Linked DNA regions of Pan troglodytes: region 2 is linked to region 1. The links are chromatin contacts, called in public HiChIP or PLAC-seq maps. All regions are on one chromosome and are shown on one strand. The core of a region is the stretch at or near the end of the contact, and the rest is flanking DNA. Distances in the headings are between cores, read along the strand shown.

The links. HiChIP or PLAC-seq counts read pairs in DNA pulled down with a chosen protein or histone mark.
Region 2: a contact with region 1 is called in an H3K4me3 HiChIP or PLAC-seq map of stem cell-derived excitatory neurons, with 2.2 times the contacts expected there. The contact joins the promoter of FDXR here to the promoter of RAB37 in region 1. A contact is called at or near these places in 2 of 7 Hi-C or Micro-C datasets (induced pluripotent stem cells and stem cell-derived neural progenitor cells) and 1 of 1 datasets of contacts at active chromatin or transcription factors (stem cell-derived excitatory neurons).

Annotation. Positions count from the first base shown.
Region 1 is chr19:87,662,233-87,665,158 of NHGRI_mPanTro3-v2.0_pri, reverse strand. RAB37 (RAB37, member RAS oncogene family) reads right to left here and starts at 1,394. Exons shown (of 9, transcript XM_016932905.4): 1 at 867-1,394. The coding sequence starts at 938.
Region 2 is chr19:87,865,619-87,868,341 of NHGRI_mPanTro3-v2.0_pri, reverse strand. It overlaps FDXR (ferredoxin reductase), which reads left to right and starts at 1,262. Exons shown (of 12, transcript XM_016932895.4): 1 at 1,262-1,612; 2 at 2,345-2,442. The coding sequence starts at 1,534.

The DNA of each region.
Region 1 (2,926 bases), core at 145-2,644:
TCATAGACTCTTCAAAGTGATGTTTTGATTAAAAAACTCCACCTATAGGATCACGTACAGCTTTTCAAAGGACTAGCAGGTGAACTGGCATTATCAAAGCAGAAAATATAAGGGCTGGAGCAGGAAGGCATGGCAAAGTCAGAGAAAGGGAAGGTGAGCCATAATAACTTCTTATGGCAAATATAATGCTTTGATTATTTCAGAGTGATGGATTTTGAATTAAAACTGTTATCCTGAGAGAGGCTACTATTTTTCCCAACAACTGTCTTAGGGGGAGACCTGCATTACTGAAAACTGAGTTGCATAAGAAACTTGAGTGAAGGAAGCAATGGATATGTTAGTGCTTTGAAATAAGCAAATGCTTACAGGGGCTGTGAGGGAGTCATGGCTGGAGGGAAGCTTTCTGGAGCCATGAGGGAGTCTGATTTGAAAACAGCAGTTCATCTCTGCTGCAGACCATTTATCTAATTTCAGACAAATTGGCCAGAAATTTAGGTATTTGGCCACTGCTAGCAGACGTAACAGGGAGAAATGCAGTCTCCTACAAGGGTTAGGAGAGCAAGGTGCCAGGGGTCACCCAGGGGCATAAATAGGCAAGGAGAAGGAGGGGGTGAAAAAGGAACACAGATGATGTAAGTGAATGAATGAAGCTTCTGACCATCTGAGCCTCTGGCGGCAGCCCTTCCCCAAGAGCTCACACATCTCTATTTTGAGCAGGAAACAGGATCAGACAGAAAGGGCTCCCCAGACTCACAGATACAAGCTAGTTTCTCATTAAGTCCCAAAGCAAAGTCAGGGGAGTGGAGAAAACTCCTGGTGCTGGCGCCTCTTCCAACGTTAGGTTGAGGAATACAGGAGATGTTTACCTTATGCAGGACGTGGTCGTTGAAGTCAGGGCCAGCTCCTCCCTGGTAGGAATCGGGTCTCTGCGGGTCCATGCCAGGCTTGGAGCTCGCCGCTCCGGCTCTCCCTGCGCTCTGCGTCAGCGCTTCCCGGAGCTCGGTTCGAGCTCCGCTGGGTGTGGCAGCCTCGGGTCTGAGCCCTGCGGGCCGGGCCGCATCCGTTTTCAGCACTGGACAGTTCCCCGCAGCGGCCGCGGCGCGGTACCAGGCGGGCAGGCGGCCACGTTCTTCCAGGACTGAGCGTTTCAGCACCAGGAACAGCGACTCCGCCGTTGTGCGCCCGGGACCAGAGTTCTGAGATCCTGTCCGCTCCAATCCCTGCCTCTTAGGACTCCAGGATGCTGGCAGGGACGCAAGATTTGGGTCCGGCTGGTGATCCCTGCGTATTTCATTCAGCTACCGGACTCCGGAGGCTCAGCACCCGGCTGCGTTCTCAGGGCATTGCGGTCCCGGGAGCTCACCGTTCCTGATCCCGAGCGAACGGGCATCTCCGTCACCACGCAGCTCAGCGCAGCACAGCTCTCCTCACACGTTTGCAGAGGCGAAGTCCTGCGGCGCTGGCGGCGCTTCTGTTTTTGTCCCTGGACAATTCTCTCCAGGATGTATGAGATAAATAGAGCTTCTAAGTCTGAGGTCGACAGTAGATGGGTCTTAAGTGTCCCCAAAGTCCCTGAAATATGCAAAATTCTGTTTACCTGCGTTTTCCTAGGGAGAAGGTCCAGGGCTTTGATCACATTCTCTCCAGCACACATGACCGCAAGAAGTTAAGGACAATGGGCTCAGGAGAGGCAGATGGTGGTTTGGTTAGGAGCACAGGCTCCAGGATTCAAATCTCGATTCTGAAAATTATTAGTCGTGCAAACTCGGGCAAATTAATCTCTCCTAAGTGTCCACAAAATGGAGATAATATTATAATAGTACCTGCCTCATGGTTTTGTTCTGAGTATTTAATGAGTTAATTCATGTAAAAAGCCTAGAACAGTGCCCAGCGTGTACTAAGAACTCAATAAATGTGAGCTACTATGCTCTCCTGGCAGGGGATGAAGAGCTCTGGCTACTTCTCCTATACATCAGGGGAGTCCTGCTGCTGCGACCTTTGATTGGCAAAATTGCATCATCACATGGAATATGAGAGCGTGAGGCTGACCACCATGGGAACTGGAGGCTGAGACTGTGGCCTCTGGGATTATTATCAGATTACTAAGGACAAGTCCTAGTACCAGCCACAGGCCCTTGGAGTCAATATCAACATGGAAGGAAAGAGCCAGGCTTAGGGTTAAAAGAGTGCGTTTTACTGCTGGGTTTCACTCCTTTTTGGCTGAGTTGTGTGAGCCAGATCACTCGTGTTCCCTGGGATTACTTATGTTTTCTCATCTGCAAAATAGGTAGAGTAATCTATGCCCACTTTATTGGGTTTGGGGGAAGAGTGAGACAATGTATATGAAAAGTCTTTATTTTCTTTTAAATTGTAAAGCAAATTTCATTTATAAGGTGTTATTATTGCTGGAATCACTATACTGTAGATACTCAATGAACATTGATTAAATGAACAAAGCTAGGGAACCAATGTGTTTGTTTTATGAGATTCTCACTGGGCTGATTTTTTTTGTTTTTGTTTTTTTTTGTTTGTTTGTTTGTTTTCAGCCTGTGACAAATGCATAACATCCAATGGTTGGGGTTCTTAATGTGAGGTGGATAAATGGATGTTAGGGGAACTTTGCAACATTGATAACATTACACAAAATTTTGCTTCTGTGACTTTTTCTGGGGGAGAGGCAATCTCCAGAAGAAGAAATGAATCCCATAGATTTTATTAAGTTCTCAAAGTTGTCTATACTCAAAAAAAGTACAGAATGGATAGCTTAGACTCGCTCATCTTAACTTTCTCCTGAGCTTCCTCACCAACCCTGACTATTATAGATAAGAAGATTCTAGAGGCTTTGCCTGGAACCTCACATTCCTTGGAAGGGTCACTCCTCAGGGTCTTGTTTGGAGTTCTGAAGCTTCAGAAACATGATTCTGTT
Region 2 (2,723 bases), core at 13-2,512, 200 kb before region 1:
ACTCCAGCCTGGGTGACAGAGCAGGACCCTGTCTCAAAAAACGAAATCAAAACCAAAAACAAAAACCCCAAAACCTCCAAAAAAACAAAAACAGTAAAAGCCATTCTTGTTGGTCATCCAAAACATGCTGGTGGACAGTATTTGGCCTGCAAGCTATAGTTTGCCTACTCCTGGTCTAGTGGGACAGGCATAAAACACAGTGACCTATTAGAAAGCAGAACAGCATTTTCTTACCAGTGGGAGGGAGGGGAAGTGACCAGTAAGGGCACAGAGGACTCCTGGGATACTGGCCATGTTTTATTTCTTGATCTGGGTGGTGGTTATATGGTTACACCTTGTGATATATTGTCAAGTTGTACACTTATGATTTGTGCACTTTTCTGTATGTTATTATTGAATTTAAAATCTCATTAAAAACGACAACCAGTGTAGTAAGTCATGATGGGATAAGGTCAGATGCTGTGGAATGAGAGGCCTTTAACTCCTTGGAACTTGGGAGGGGACGGGTCAGAGAAAAGGCTTCTCCAAGGAAGTAATATTTGACAAGAGGGCCCATGGGGAAAAGGAAGAGGGGTTAGGCTTATTGGGTCAGCTGTGACTACGGATCCTGTCCTTATTTTAAAAAACATTTTGATCATAGACTTTTTGCATTACTTTTGACCTTTTAAAACGTTGCAGTATTATATTTATCTTGATTACTGAGTGTTTTGGAGCCCCCTTAAATTCTGAACCCGAGGGGAGTACCTCAACTCTGGTCCTGGCTCGGCTGCACGGGGGTCGGACGCTCTGTCCTTAGTACCATACGTAAGCCACTGTCCCGCCCCGCTTTTCTTCACCTATGTAATGGGAAAGGAGGTGAGGTGGGACGAGCTTTCCAGGGTTTAATATTCTCCCTGGCCCGGCAAAGACGGGGATTTGAGAGGTTACATCGCCACAACACCCGGGGTCGAAGAAGGAGGCTGCTGGGCTCCGGGCAGGAGCTTCCTTGCCCCAGACTTCCGCACTCTGGTTATTTCCCAACGGCGGGAAGGCTCACTTGGAGCCGGACTCGTGATTGGCTGGGACGAAGTCACGCGGGAGGATTCGCTATCAAATGGCAAGGGCGTCTGCGTCATCAGCGAGCGACGAGAGCCTCCCGAGAGGGGCGCGGCTAAGTAAAATAAGCTCCTTTCTAAGTGGCTGTTTCCTTGGGGAGGGACTGAAACAGCGATGGGGATTCGCTCTCTTCCAACTCTAGGCTTCCGGGATTTGGAGGGAAGGTGAGGCTTGGGGAGAAATGTATTAAATCGCGTATACCCCGGATGCTCCGAGGGGCGGGGCTTCGACGGTGGGGCGTAGTTAAGGGCGGGTCTCTCTTTTGGGGGCGGGATTCTCTCGGGAGTCGGGGTGGAGCCGCAAGGCTCCGCTTTCCCGGAGCGCGGGGGGCGGGGTTTGGGGCGGGGCCTCGCTTGTGGGCGGGCCCGGGCAGGAGCGGGCTTGCCCTGCGGAGCAGTAGCCAGGAACAGATCCACTTGCAGGTTGCTGTTCCCAGCCATGGCTTCGCGCTGCTGGCGCTGGTGGGGCTGGTCGGCGAGGCCTCGGACCCGGCTGCCTCCCGCCGGGAGCACCCCAAGTAGGAGCAGGGCGCCTTTGGGGCTGGATGGGAGCGCGGGGTGGCCTGCGAGCGCTGAGTAGGGGTCGGAGCAGAGCTGGGGCAGGGCTGGAGAAGGGTGAGACTGAAGGGGTGTCTTCCTGCTGGCGAGATCCCGGTGGTGTACGGGGGTGGGCGGAGATCTGTGCGTGAGATGTGAGGCTTCTAGGGTTAGAGACGGAGGTCAACAAAGGTGAAAAGGAGAGACTTTGAGATCCACAGGTGTGAGACGGGGTGAATGGAGGATGATACGGAGGTCTATGGGGCGAGAGGGAAGTCTGAGTCGAAACAGGGATCTGTAGGAATAAGACGGGTCTATATGGGCAATATAGCGTTTTGTGGAGAGAGAGAGGGGTTAGAGGAGGACACCGTGGGGAGACCCACGGGGGCGAGATTGGGATGATATGGAGGCCGTTGGAAGGATGTGGGATTCTAGCCGATTGGATAGGGAATGAAGTGTTGTTGGGCAGGCCATTGGCAGTGGTGTAGTAGGTTCATGGGTGAGATGTGAGGCTCTGGATGAACCCACAGCCTTTGGGGGTTCAGATGAAGTAAGAGACCCTGCAAATGCCAAAGCCTTGAGGAACAAGAGAAGGAGGATGCAGGTGAGGGTGAAGCTTGGGAAGTTCCAGCTTCTGTTGGATATTCAGGTTGGTTTGGGACTGGGGAGAGAAGTTAATTTTGACCTTTTCCTTCTCCTCTGCCTGGCCCCAGGCTTCCGCCACCATTTCTCCACACAGGAGAAGACCCCCCAGATCTGTGTGGTGGGCAGTGGCCCAGCTGGCTTCTACACTGCCCAACACCTGCTAAAGGTAAGCCACTTACTCATAGTCCATCATTCACCTGCTGCTCCAGTCCTAAGGGCAAGCCTCACCCGCTTTGGGTTTTAAGAGCACTCCTGGATGCCTTATGGGGAAGGGGCTCCCAGCCATCTGGCCTGGACACTTCCCACTTGCTTCCTCACCTACACCTGAGGCTCCCCTCCCCTCCCGTCCTCAGTGTGACAGGGGTGTAAAACGCACATTGGTGGTGAGTGGTCAGTGGCAGGTGGTCAGCTTTGCCTCCCTGGCCAAGCACTCCAGGGGGCTTATGT